Linked DNA regions of Sus scrofa: region 2 is linked to region 1. Evidence: chromatin contacts called from public HiChIP or PLAC-seq data. All regions are on one chromosome and are shown on one strand. The core of a region is the stretch at or near the end of the contact, and the rest is flanking DNA. Distances in the headings are between cores, read along the strand shown.

Region 1 (7,008 bases), core at 1,848-4,347:
AATTTGACCCCTAGCCCAGGAGCATCCATATGCTGCAGATGTGGCTGTAAAAAGAAAAAAGGAAATAAATAAAAATAAAGATATATATAAACTACGGTATATAGAAACAAATATGAAAGACAAATTTTTTTTGTATGAAAAACTTGAAGGAAATTTTATAGAAGTTAAGATCTAAGACTGACTTTAAAAATTGATTTCAATGGCCAAATCCCAAAATAGTTCAAACAGAAAGCTCAAGTTTGGAGAACAGCAACATGTATTTGTTTTCCAAAAAGAATAGCAAGTAAAATGACTGGCTATAATTAATACACATTGGCTGGTTAAGGCTAGTAGAAGGTGATTAATTTTAAGGACAGACTGAGGATGAGAATCAACTTGTTCTGCAAACGTCAGATCCTTAACCAACAGAGTGAGGTCAGGGATCGAACTCGAATTCTCAGAGACTACATTGGGTCCTTAACCCACTGAGCCACAATGGGAACTCCAAGAAAGCAGTTTTTAAAATGTGAAGTTTGTTAGTTCCTCAGAAAATCACAGATTTATCATATAACCCGGCAACTCCTAGGCGTACATCCCAAAGAACCAAAAACAGAGATTCACACCCAACAGATGTAAACACATGTTCATCGCAGTATTATGCACAGTAGTCAAAAAAAAGGAAAACATTCTAGTGTCCATGAAAGATGAAAGGATAATTGTGATATAGCCACTCGACAGACTATCATCCAAGCATACAATGGAATGAAGTCTGAGATAGGCAACAGCATGGATGAACCTTGAAAACACCAGGTGAATAACCTTAAGACAAAAGGGCAAATATTGTATAATTCCAATTCTGTGCAGCATTTAGAGTAAGCAAGCTGAGAGACAAAGCGGCTAGAGGGAGGGGAAATGGGGTTACTGCTTCGTAGTTACAGAGTTTCTGTTTTGGGTAATGAAAAACTTTTGGAAACAGTCATGATGGTGAGTGACACAATATCGTGAATGTACTTAACACCTCCGAATTGCACACTTAAAAACGGCTAGGGCGTTCCTGTTGTAGCCCAGCAGTAAAGAACCTGACTAGTATCTATGAGAACACGTGTTCCATACCCGGGCCTCGTTCAGTGGGTTAAGGATCCAGCGCTGCCATAAGCTCGGGTGCAGGTTGCAGACCAAGCTTGGACCCCGCATTGCTGTGACTGTGACTTAGGCCGGCAGCTGCAGTTCTGATTTGACCCCTAGTCTGGGAACTTCCATATGCTGAGGGTGCAGTCCTAAAAAGACCACCCCCCCCAAAAAAAAGGTTAAAACAATAAACTTCATGTTGCATCTATTTTACCACAGTAATGAGTGTTTTAAAGAAGTGAAGACAGAAACCAAATTGCAAGCAATAGCACTGAAACTGTCAAAAGAAACGTGAACTGCTCTTTCATGACATCTATCTTGCAAAGCTCAACTGTTAAATATTGAGGAGAGAGAGAGAGATTTTCTATTTTCGATTTTTCCGCAGGCAGAGGAGACCTCAACATATGATACACACCTAGGTTAAGAGGTCAGAATTGAATGAAGGCTAAAAAAAGTCTTACTAGTAAATGAGGTAAATCAGAAAGACAAATACCATATGCTATCACTTACATGTGGACTCTAAAACATGGCAAAATCAACTTTTTCAAAAGAGAAACAGATTCATAAACATTGAGAACAGACTGTGCTTGGGGGGACGGTGGGAGAGAAATGGTGTGAGAGTTTGGGATTAGCAGATGCAAACTATTACATATAAGATGGATAAACCACAAGGTCCTGTATTAGCACAGGGAACTATACTCAATATTCTGTGATAAACCATAATGGAAAAGAATACATTCTTAAAGAGTCTATATATATTTACACACAAACACACCTATACATAGATATCTGAATCACTGTGTTGTGCAGCAGAAATGAACACATTATAAATCAACTATATTTCAATTAAAAAAAAAAAAAAGTCTGGTCTAAAACTGTGATTTGCGGGATGAGAGTAGTTAGCACCACAATGTATTTTTGGTGCACTGCAGTATAAGGAGCATTTTCAAAGTTACAATCTCATCTTGAATTCGCAAAACCAGCCAACCTGCTTTTCTTACCCAAAGTAAAAAGGAATGCTGACCAAATCTTCCATGACAAAAAGAAAGCTCTGCCATCATAAGCATATTGATACGCCTCAAAGGGTGAAATCTACCAGAATTGGAGGGTGGGGATTTGTTTTTTTGTTGTTTTTTTTTAGTATTTGCCCAAAAGGCACCTAATTCATGAGCGTGGGAAATTGTAAATAACCCGATTTCTTCACTAAGAACATTGCAAAGAAAAAGAAAAGGGAAACTTAAGATGCTGGTCAACCAAATTCCACGCGAGGACCTGGTCCAATCCTGAGGGACACAAAGCAACCACTAAAAAAAAAAATGACTTTAAAAACACTCTTCCAAGGAAATGTGAACACCGCCTGAACACTGTGGAAACAGAGGGCTGAGCGCCAGGGAGCGCGTTATTCAATTTGCTCCAGTTTTCACACGTTGGAAAATGTCCACAGTCATTTCTGGGGCGCGCATTCCTTTCCACGACCGGGCCGCTCGGCCTGGGCTGCATTTCGGAAAACGCCGCGGGCCCCGGCCCCCCAGCCCCGCGCCGCCCCGGCCCACCCCCGGCCTCCCGGGCCGCGTCCCGCCCCGTCCGCGGCCTCGGGCCGAGCGCGACAGGCCCGCGGGAAAGCCTCGGGCGCTCGGGGCCCTGGGGCAGGGGCGGCGCGCGGGGCCGCCAGCCCGCGGCGCTGAGGGGCCGACGGAGGCCGCGCGGGCTCAGACGCCGCCGCCGCCGCCGCCGCCGCCGCGCTACTCACCCCGACGCCGGCAGCGCAGGACCCCGGCCTTCCAGGACTCGGGCTGTGGCATCTTCCCTCCCGCCACAGCCCGGGTCCGAGCCGCAGAGCCGCAGAGCCGCAGCGGGCGGAGCTGCCGCGGGGACACGCAGCACCGGGCGCCCTGGCGCCCGTGGGCCCGCCCAGTGCCCGCGCCTCAGCCGCAGCCGCCGCCGAGCGCGCGCCCGCGGGGCCACGTGACGGGCGGCCCCGCCCCCGCCCGCGCGTGACGTCTCCCTGCGCAGCTGGAGCTCCTTGGCCGGCGCCGTCCAGAACGTTCTGGGGGTTCTCGGCGTGTCCCTGGGCTCCGGGGTGGGTGGCGGTGTCCTTGGCGTTTCTAAGTCGTCTGAAAATGGCCTCATTAGAGACGAATGCCCTGAACATTTTAAAGGTGTGGGACTTAGGAAAAGAGAGATGCAGATTAAACATGTCAAGGCTGGGAATTCAGAGCAGCTGTGTTAAAACCTCAGGTGGGGCTGCTGGGGGGAAAGGACCTTTTTCCTGCCGAGTTGCAGCCACAGGAATCCTCCTCAGGCCACCTGGGGGTTTGTGAGAAATGCTGACTCTTCAGCCTGTGAATGCAAACTGTTGCCTACCTGTATCCGTTCACAAAGGATGTTGCAGCCATCACGCCATCCATCACGTTACAGCCGCCCCCACCGTCAGCCCTGAGGGAACTCCGAAAGAGGCTGCCTGCTGCCAAGCTGTCAGCTGCTGCAGCCACCCCCCAAGGATGCTCTCAGGGTGGCAGAGAACACGATCCTGGCTCTGATGGCTAGGGTGTGTTTTAAAGGAATGATGGAACTCTGGCCTCTCCCCATACATAGAAAAGGGCTAAATTCCCTGAGATACTGATTTTCTTTAATTAAGAGTCTTTTGAAGCTCTGAAGCTCTGACTAGCTGGCCTTTGTAGCAAAAACTCCTGTATTTCCTGCCTCCTCCCTAACCTCTCTGGTGCCTGCCTTCATTCAGAGTCATCTGAGAGGCTGTGTCCCAGGGTTATGTCCTCAGTTTTGTCCACCAAATAAAACATAATTCTCAACATTTGGGTTCTTTTTTTTTTTTTTTTTTTTTCATCCTACAAGCTCCTGTGCCAGACCTCATTATGGATTTTATGCTAATCTCCAGGTGATTTATACACCAAGTTTAAAAACCAGGAGTTCCCCTCGTGGCACAGTGAAAACAAATCCGACCAGGAACCATGAAGTTGCTGGGTTGATCTTTGGCCTTGCTCAGTGGGTTAAGGATCTGGCATTGCTGTGAGCTGTGGTATAGGTCAAAGTCGCAGCTCTGGTCTCTTGCGGCTGTGGCTGTGGCTGTAGGCCGGCAGCTGTAGCTCTGATAAGACCCCTGGCCTGGGAACCTCCAAATACTGTGAACATGGCCCTAAAAAGCAAAACCAAAACAAAACACTCAGTGTCTTAGAGTACAGTCAGTGCAAGGGACCGGTCATTGCCCCACATTCTCCTGAACCGTTGATTTTTAGTACTGTAGTGCAGGTTTATTGTAAAAACAGGCCTGTAAGAGGACTTGTGCAATTCAAGCTGCTGTTGTTCAAGGGTCAACAGCACAGAGTATGTAAGATTATCAGTTCTATTTTGGACAAAGAGTGTTGGTGGAATTAGGAGAAATCTGAGATTAGAGCTCAACAGAAATGCAGCGTTTAACCCAAGAAGGCAGTTCAAAGTTATGACAGGAGCTGAGATGCTCTAAAAATAAAGGGAGCAGAGAAAGAAGGGTGAGAAGTGCACCTCTGTGGTTAAGAAAAGAAAAAGAACCCGAGAGGAGAAGAAGTTCCACAAGGGAGTGAATTAAGTGTGGCAGATGATACTAAGGTGAAAAGCTGAGGACTGAGAAAACGGCACCTGAAATAAGAAAAAGAGGTATCTCAGTAATGGTAGGGAAAGCCGAACTCAAAAGGGTTAAGCAGGAGTTCCCCCGGTGGCGCAGTGGAAGCGAATCCGGCTAGGGGCCATGAGTGTGTGGGTTTCATCCCTGGCTCACTCAGTTGGTGAAGGATCTGGCCTTGTGGGAGCTGTGGTGCAGGTCACAGATCCAGCTTGAACCGGTCATTGCTGTGGCTGTAGTGTAGGCTGGCAGCCGTAGCTGTGATTCCACCCTTAACCTGGGACCCTCCATATGCAGCAGATGTGGCCCTACAAAGAAAACAAAGGGTTAAGCTGTGATAAAGGTAAGAAGGTGAAATACATGCAAGTTTGTTCAGACCCCTCCCTGTCTTCTCTCCATCCAGAAACACCGGTTGGATTTGGAGTCACAGGCCTCAATTCCGTGGTGCTCCGCGGCCTCCAGATAGTGATTTGCGTCATTAAGTTCTTCTCAGCTGAGTGTCCTTAGCAGTCTCAGGTTGAAATTCGCTTGTTGGTCTCTTCTGCGCTCTCAGCGCCCAGTACTGGCGCGGGGCTTGTCCCCGCTCCCCGCCGCGGCCCTGGCCCACACATGGGAGGCCAAGGGGGAGGGTGCCCATCTCCGCACAGCACGGCCACAGAGGGCTTGGAGCAATCGCTGAGCAGGTGACGTTGGTGCGGCGACCTTCTCGCTGCTCACCGCCTGTAGGAAGTCCGTGTAGACGCCACATGCTTCTAGATGGGGCAGAATTGAACCCAAACCTGCTTGACAGAGCGCAGTCTGAGCCAAGGCCGCTGCCACGGTGACCTCCGCCCCCAAGCACCTTCCCCTGCACTATGAGAGTGTCATTTAAATGTTTGCCATTCTGAAGGGTATGGAGCAGATCTATTTTGAGCTGTTACTTTAACTGGGTTCATACTATTCCACCAAATTAATGTACAATCGTACCATTCTAGAAGTTGAAGTTTGGGGTTAGCTTCCAGTTTTTTTTTTTTTTAACCATTAGAAAGAATGACATGAAAACGCTCTTTGCAGTGTAGGATTGTGGTTAAACCCAGAGCCTTTGAGGCTGGGCAGATGAGGTGAGTGTGTTCCTTTGTCTCTAGATACAGTTGCCAGAGGAAATACAGGATGGCCTTAAATTTGAATTTCAGATAAAAAAAATTTACTAGTATGTCCCATGGAATATATGGAATATACTTACAAAATTTTTTTTATCCAACATTCAAATTTACCCTGGCATCCTGTACTTCTCTTTGCTAAATCTGGAAACACTAACTCTGGACAAGTTCTAACAGTATTCTGGTCTATGAAATGGTAATAACAAGAGAAACTATCTTTTTTTTTTTTTTTTTTTAGGATACCTGCGGCATATGGAGGTTCCCAGGCTAGAGGTGAAATCGGACTATAGCTGTTAGCCTACAGCACAGCCACAGCAATGCCGGATCTGAGCTGCATCTGCGACCTACACCACAGCTCACAGCAATGCTGGATTCATAGCCCACTAAGTGAGACGAGGTATCCAACCTGCATCCTCATGGATGCTAGTTAGATTGTTTCCGCTGTGCCACGACAGGAACTGCCAAGAGGAACTATCTTATAAAGTTGTGCGGATGAAATGAGATGATCTATGCAGAGTACTTAGCCGGGAGTATGAAACAGGTGTCAATAAACGTTAGCTCTTATTTTCATTTCATATTGGTGCGTCTTATAAATTCCTGGAAGTATGCTTTCCTTACAGAATTCTCCAGGTAATTTAAGGTTTGTCTGAGCATTTGGTCATACCAAAAATTGTTTTGTGAAAAGCCTCGAGCAGATGAGCAGATACTTCTAAACTAGCTCCAGAATACAAATCAGATTTTTAAATTTCGTACAAAACCCAAAAATTACCACCTCCGGGCAAGTATGGAGTTCCTTTCAATCACACCAAACACTTGGATGTTGATTTTGATTTGTTTTCTATTCCAGAGTCAACTGAAACACTATTTAAGAGGAGATTGTTGCACAAGTGCCACCCATTAACCAACTGCACCACTGGAGCATGCTTTTAACAGGAGATTGTTTTAGTCACATTCTACATCATTTCTAAGGCTCATTCATGTTACCTAGTATCTGAACTAAATTACATTAAAAAACTAAGACTCAATGATAGGCCCCTGGCTCTAAGAATATTTCTCCTTTGGCAATGCTGATATTGACATCATTCTTTATGCTTGCCAAAAAAAAAAAAAAAAAAAAATCTCAGATATCAAAACTAGGAAAAAGTT
Region 2 (6,586 bases), core at 2,169-4,668, 430 kb after region 1:
CAACGCCGGATCCTTAACCCACTGAGAGAGGCCAGGGATCGAACCTGTGTCCTCATGGATGCTAGTCAGATTTGTTTCCGCTGAGCCATGATGGGAACTCCGAGTCTAGTTCTTTTCTAGTTTTCCTTTATCAAGTATTTAAAATGAACAACAAAACAACAAAATGCCTTCATGCCTCCTTTCATTCAGGGGCACCCTTTCATGTATAACAAAGGTAAAATAATTTCACAAATGTCTTTTTAGCAAAAAACAAGCACGGTAGTGGTTTTCACTCTTCGTCTAACTAAACAGACTTTTTAGAAGTTTTGTATATTACCTCTAGGAATTCATTCCAACTAGAAATCAGATGTCACTGGACTTAGAAACGGCCTCCCACAATACAATTCCCAAGAGCCAACAATTCAGGCTTCAAACAACCGCCAGTAACTGCCATGACCAGCCAGCAGGAGGTCAGGGCCAGCAGAGGCTTACCTGCCCAGTCTACGGCTTCAGCATGAGCTCCTCACTCACGAGATGGTAATTCGCTGAACCCATCAGGTCTTCTCTCTGGAATTCAAAGAGAAGAAATAGAATTCTGAGTTCCCAGGGCAAGGGAAGGCACACAGGGCGGTCGTGAAGAGGCAGAACCTGCACAGGAGAAACTGATCAGTGGCACCAATTCCTGCTGCTTTGAAGGATAACACGTGTTCTCAATCCGTAGAATGACAATTGATCCTTGAACAATGCAGGGGTTGGGGCACCGATCCTCCACTTTATTGCCCTGTGGATCTGTGATTCCTCAGTTTCCATGACCTGGCATTCACGTATTCAACCAACCGTGGATCATGTAGTACTAAAGAATTTACTATCGAAAAAAAAACCCGGGTATAAATGGACCGGGCAGTTCAAACTAGTGCTATTCAAACGTCAACTGTACTTTTTTTTTCGTCATGCTCACGGCACGTGGAAGTTCCAGGGCCAGGAGTAGAACCATGCCACAGCCGTGGCAATGCCAGGTCCTCAACCCTCTGAGCCACCGGGGAACTCCTGAGGTCCAGCGTACTTTGAATTCAGAAGCAAGTCCACATCCTATATGGTCTGGCTGCAGTTAGTTATTTCTATGTGAATTCATACATCAATCTGAAGTATTTTAGGTAATCTGAGTCGTTTCTTAAGAAATTCTGAAATAAAAGAATCTTCAAAACTCCTGGGTCTGGCCTTAAAGGGCTTTAACACAACTGGGACATTTCTTGAATGAATGTGTCCATTTCAACTGCCCTTCTCGGTCTGGACTCCTAAACCCCCTAAGGCTAGGGCAGTGCTTTCCAGCTTTTTGAGGTAATCCACAAAAAATACATTTTATAGTGGAACTCAGTACACAACACATATAAAGCATGTCTATAAATATATACACACAGCAAAAGTGCCAAGAAACAATACTCACCCTTATTACGCAACATACATTTTTTTAAATAGAATAGAAAATAGTAACACCCATTAAGCTAATTTCACAACCCACCAGGGAATCTAGGACCATCAGTTCAAAATACTGCAGGAGGGGTATTCAAATCCACAGGATAAAATTCCATTTTAAGACTTGAGTCTTTTTTAAATATTTCAACTAATTATAGAGTGGAATGCAAAAACCCATTAGAATAAAATACAACTTCAAAGAGATGTCTCACTCCCCGCGGGTGGCCTGGGGCTTCAATCTGCAGACGTGAACGTGCGCTCCTCCTCCCCCATGAGTGCCGCAAGTGGATGGTGGAAGGATTCTGCCTTAATGTCGGTTAGTGTCCTAACTCGACGAGGCAACAAGGTGTATTTATGGGGCTGTCACCTCTAAATCTTCCTACCAAGGAATCTGGTCCTGCCGCTCGGAGCTCCGCAGGCGGGGGGAGGGCCCCGATTCCGTGCTTGCTGGGAAAGGCCGTGACCAGAGAGCCGTGATCCTACTCAGCCACGCAGCTCAACACTGTCAACAGCCCGAGGACAGCAAGGGACACTGGTAGGAGTGGAGGGTCTCTGCTCCTTCCACAACCACCAAGGGCAAGGACACCTACCATGACACTGGTCTCCGCGTCTGGAAAGCGCCCACGGCATCCTCGTTTCTCAGGTCTGGCTCACCTTCTTTCTGCATGACCCACGCCTCCCAGGCTGCCGTCCCTTCCTGCACCCCAACATTGGTGCCACGTCAAGGGCCCTTCGCCAACACAACTGAAGAAAGGGGTTGCCAGTAAACCATTTGTGGAAAATACACCAGTCTCCCTTTACCAGAGAGACCAGCCTGTGAACTCAGCCGTCTTAAATCCCCTCTGGAAGGACGTTTCTAGAGAGTTCCCAGCTAAGGGCAGGTGTTTGAGCTCGACTACTGAATTAGCCACGAAGGTGTGGAGAGTTAAAGATGTGTTGACTTGCGCTATTTTTCCCCGTCAGGTGTGTCGGATCTGCTTATCCCAGGGTTGAGACAACTGAGGTGGCGCACACTTTTTTTTAAAAATGCGTATTTTGAATTACTGCGTTCCAGTCTTCCCACAGGCCTTCATCCATAGATGATACTAAGTCACAACCTACACCCTCAAACTTAGACTGACACCAATATAGCAAAGGGCTAAAAAGAAAAAAACTTCACGCAAGGTAACAACCGCAGCGAGCAACCGCCAAGCGACCTGCGCCTCGCGCCTTTTAAGGGCTCTGCGAGCGCGAGTCCATCAACCGCTCAGCGTTCTACCAATCACCTCACCTCTCAATCTTTCCCCGCCCCTTCCCCCGATCTAACCAATCACTAGGAAGCTGGCGTCCCTCCGCCCCTCCCACCCGCCTCCAGACGTTCGAAGCCTGCAAAGCTCACTAACGCCCAAACGCGGGCTGAGCGTCGGAATTTATTTTTAGCTCCCGGGCAAGCAGCCCCGCCTCTGGCTCCGCCTCTTCACCGCCCCCAATGGGAGAAGGAGTTTCCGCCGCGTCATCGCGCGGGCGGGTGGGAACTGTCCAATCAGCGCTCGGGGAAAACTGGCGTAATTAAAAAGCGGCGGAAGCCGGTGGGAGGGTCATGACGCAGCGAGTTTCAGTCGTGACTTTTCTAGGGGCATTTCGGCGTCTCCTGTTTTTCCCTTTAAAGTAAAACGCCTGCCCGGCGCACCCCTGTGCGTCTCGGGGACGGGGGCGGCCGCAGCGGCGGAAGGGCGACGCTGACGCGAGCCGCTGCAGGGGGGCGGCCCCGGCGGCCGCGCGCGGTCACGTGGGCGTGTTTGGGGGCGGGGCCGCGCGGCGGTTCCGGGCGGTTGAGCGCGCGAGCCAGGAGCCAAGGCAGCCGCGCCCGCCCGCCCCGCCCCTGGATGCCGCTCTGCCCCGGCGCGGCAGCCGCCGATCGCAGCACAGGAGCCGCCGCCGCCGCCGCGGTTGATGTGGTTGGCCCGGGGCTTGTGAGGCCGCCAAGATGCCGCAGTCCAAGTCCCGGAAGATCGCGATCCTGGGCTACCGGTCTGTGGGTGAGTGGCGGGCGCCGCGCGGCCTCCTCGAGCCAGGGCCCGGCCTCGCCTGGGGGCCGGGACGCGGCGGGCCGGGCCAAGTTTGGGGCCGGCGCGGCCATGTGGCGGCCGCGCGTTTCGTAACCAGCGGTCCGCCGCCGCCACCTCCATTTTGAGCGGAGGCGGCGGCGAGGCCGGGCCCGTGGGGCGGCGGGCGGCCCGGGAGCGGGGAGGACGTGTCTGGGAGGCCTCGGGCGGACGGGGAGTTCCGGCGGTCCCGCGCCGGGCACGCGGTGCGGGGTCTACCGCTCTGCCAAACTGCCGCGAGGCCCCCCAAAGGCAGAAGTCGCACCTGTCCCTCTTCACCTCGCCGCGGCGAGCTGTCGTGATCGTTGCTGGCCTTTGCACCCCCCAAATTCAAGTCCGTGGGGTTTTAACAAAGGAAACTGTGCCTTGGGGTTTTTTTCCTATGCGTGAAGTTCAACGTTTTAAAGGAAACTGGGGACCTAGAGGACGTTTGGCTACAGAGGGCAAGTTTCCTACGAAAGAAACCCAAGAGCCCTCTTCGGAAGCCTCCTGGATGCTGCCAGCGGCCGAAGTAGAAAAGCAGGGAAAGAGAAATTTCTGCTTTCTCGGTGTCCTATTTTTCTACGGGAAAAAATAAGGTCAGGTACTTGTAACCAGGCTGGTGAAGTGATTCAAAAGTTACCCCCCCACCCCGCCGCCGCCGCCACTGAACAAGATTGACATATATCTGTAACTGTTCCTGACAGTAGCTTTTTAGCCTAACGGAGGTGGTCTGGGGTGGGATGGGGGTAGACCGGGTGCCAGAAAACGAGAAAACAGCCGTTGACCTAACCATGCTTTAGGGTGAGGCTTTATTGTCTTTGACAACCGGAAGCCTGGAGAAATTACGATTATCTTTTCGTGTTGTTTTTAAGAACTGTTTAAGGGAAATGTGCACTTGACCGCGGGGTGGGGGGGCGGCTGCCGGGTGAAAGCGGGTGTTTGGAGTCTGTGGTGATTGCAGAAGGAGGTAACGGTAACTGCCCTAGGAACGCTTTTCACCGCCAACTCCCCGACCTCGCTTTCTGTTCTGCTTCTTCACCCCCATTTTCCACGGCCGGTGCCAGGGTCTATGCTCTTTGACCAACATCAGCTACAGCGTGCTTACTCATCCTTTTATCATCCCTCTCCGGTCAAAGGGGTGGGGGTGGGGGGAATCAGGGGCTGAGAGGTGCTTGTGTAGTGAGAAGGGGCGCCCAGAGTCATAGGGGTAACTCTGGTACGGTGCAGTGCCAGATGTGTGGAGAAGAGTAGGTGGCAGCCGTAACAGCTGCAGCTGGGAAGTACCGTGTATCAAATTGAGGCTTTCAAAGTCTACACAGCCCCAAGTGCCCATGTGGAACCTGGCATCCAACCTCTGTTGGCAGCTTAAATCACCTAGCCCTGGCTTGTCCGTGGTCTTTAGTTCCTCCCCTGGCTTGTGAAGAGAGGGGGGACCGTGACATATCCTGGCTCTTGAGTGAGTTCTAGCTAATCAGATACATAGCGCCCACTAATTAAAGGTAGCAGTTACAGGTGACTTGAACCCGAATAATCAAGTTACAGGTGATAAGTACCTGGGCTCCCTGATTTCAGCGGAAGAGAGATTCTTGGTGGTGGTTCTGTTCTTCAGTGAATAAGCCTCGCATTTGCTCTCACTGTTTTGCTAAAGAAGTTCCTCGTATCCAACTAAAACCTGTTCTTTTTGTATCTTCCTTCTAGCCGTCATCCTCTTAGAGACCCAGATGAGACAGGTCACCCCTTTGTCTTCTCTTTTCAACTGCTGTTAGTTAAAGTATTGTACTAAAGCAGCCTCCAGTGGGGTGCAAGGTATATTTGGTCCCTATTTTTTGTGCCTTCAATATGTTATACTGCTTGTAGCCCACTCAGTTGTCTCCATATTTGTTTTCACATGGGGTGATGATTAAAGTGAAATGTATTTTAGAAGTTCCCCTGTAGGTCAGTGGGTTAAGAACCCGACCAGTATCCATAAGGACGCGGTTTCTATCCCTGGCCTCGCCCAGTGGGTTAAGATCTGGCGTGGTTGTGGCGTTGTGGCATAGGCCGGCAGCTGCAGCTCCACATTCAGCCCCTTGTCTGGGAACTTCCATATGGTGAGGGTGCAGCCCTAAGAAGGGGAAAGGAAAAAATAAGTAAAGCGAAACGTATTTTGCAGAGGTTAAATTATTCCCAATCTTTGCCTTTGCTTTTGCATTTGATCACCTTTGTTGTGAACCAGGACATTTGTAGCTTGTGGGGTCTTTTGTTTTGCCAGCGTCAAAAAGGGAAGTAATCCCCTGATTGCATGTACTAATAACCACTCTCCAGAGAATGAGTCAGTATTCAGACTTAGCAGTTTGGTGACACGTTTGCTTGCAAATGGTGCTGTACTGGAGAAATTTGAGTATGTGTATTTCTCGGTTGTGTTATTTTGTAATGCTAAGCTGTCGTGTCATATTGACTAAGGGTAAAGAGTGGCAGGAAAAGGCTAAGCTAGAAACCACACCTTTCTTAGAATGTTCGCTTGATTAAACGTGCCAGTTTGACTAGTAGAATACTTCTCATTGTGACATTGTCATGTCATAAACTTTATTTTAAAAGTTTGCTGTCAGGGGAGTTCCTGTCGTGATTCAACGGTTTTCGAATCTGACTAGCATCCATGAGGACGCAGGTTCGATCCCTGGCCTTGCCCCATGGGTTAAGGATCCAGCATTGCCGAGAGCTGTGGTATAGGTCACAGCTGTGGCTTGGATCTCAAGTTGCTGTGGCTGTTGTGTAGGCCAGCAACTATAGCTCTGATTCAACCCCTATCCTGGGAACTTCCATATACTATGGGTTCAGGCCCAAAAAGACCAAAAAAAGAAAAGTTTGCCTTCAAATAAAACTGCTAAATACAATGATTGTTTTACTACTTGGATTTCAAATTTTGTGATTTTTAAAAACATTGATAAAACTACCAGTGAGGAAAATTAAATTCTCAGGTAACTTATACAACTTTTTTTCCGGAAGTACTTTTCCTGTTATTTACAGTGTTAAGCTTTTAAGGACACGTCACCTATAATACAGGCTGGCCTTCAGGGAGTGCTTTGTAT

What was found. HiChIP or PLAC-seq counts read pairs in DNA pulled down with a chosen protein or histone mark.
Region 2: a contact with region 1 is called in an H3K27ac HiChIP or PLAC-seq map of alveolar macrophages. The contact joins the promoter of RHEB here to the promoter of GALNT11 in region 1. A contact is called at or near these places in 1 of 47 Hi-C or Micro-C datasets (heart right ventricle) and 1 of 2 datasets of contacts at active chromatin or transcription factors (alveolar macrophages).

Annotation. Positions count from the first base shown.
Region 1 is chr18:5,345,016-5,352,023 of Sscrofa11.1, forward strand. It overlaps GALNT11 (polypeptide N-acetylgalactosaminyltransferase 11), which reads right to left and starts at 3,098. Exons shown (of 12, transcript XM_005654262.3): 1 at 2,858-3,098.
Region 2 is chr18:5,776,021-5,782,606 of Sscrofa11.1, forward strand. It overlaps RHEB (Ras homolog enriched in brain), which reads left to right and starts at 3,419. Exons shown (of 8, transcript NM_001287846.1): 1 at 3,419-3,470. The coding sequence starts at 3,419. LOC102162623 (a long non-coding RNA gene) reads right to left here and starts at 3,100. Exons shown (of 3, transcript XR_002340246.1): 1 at 2,043-3,100; 2 at 472-546.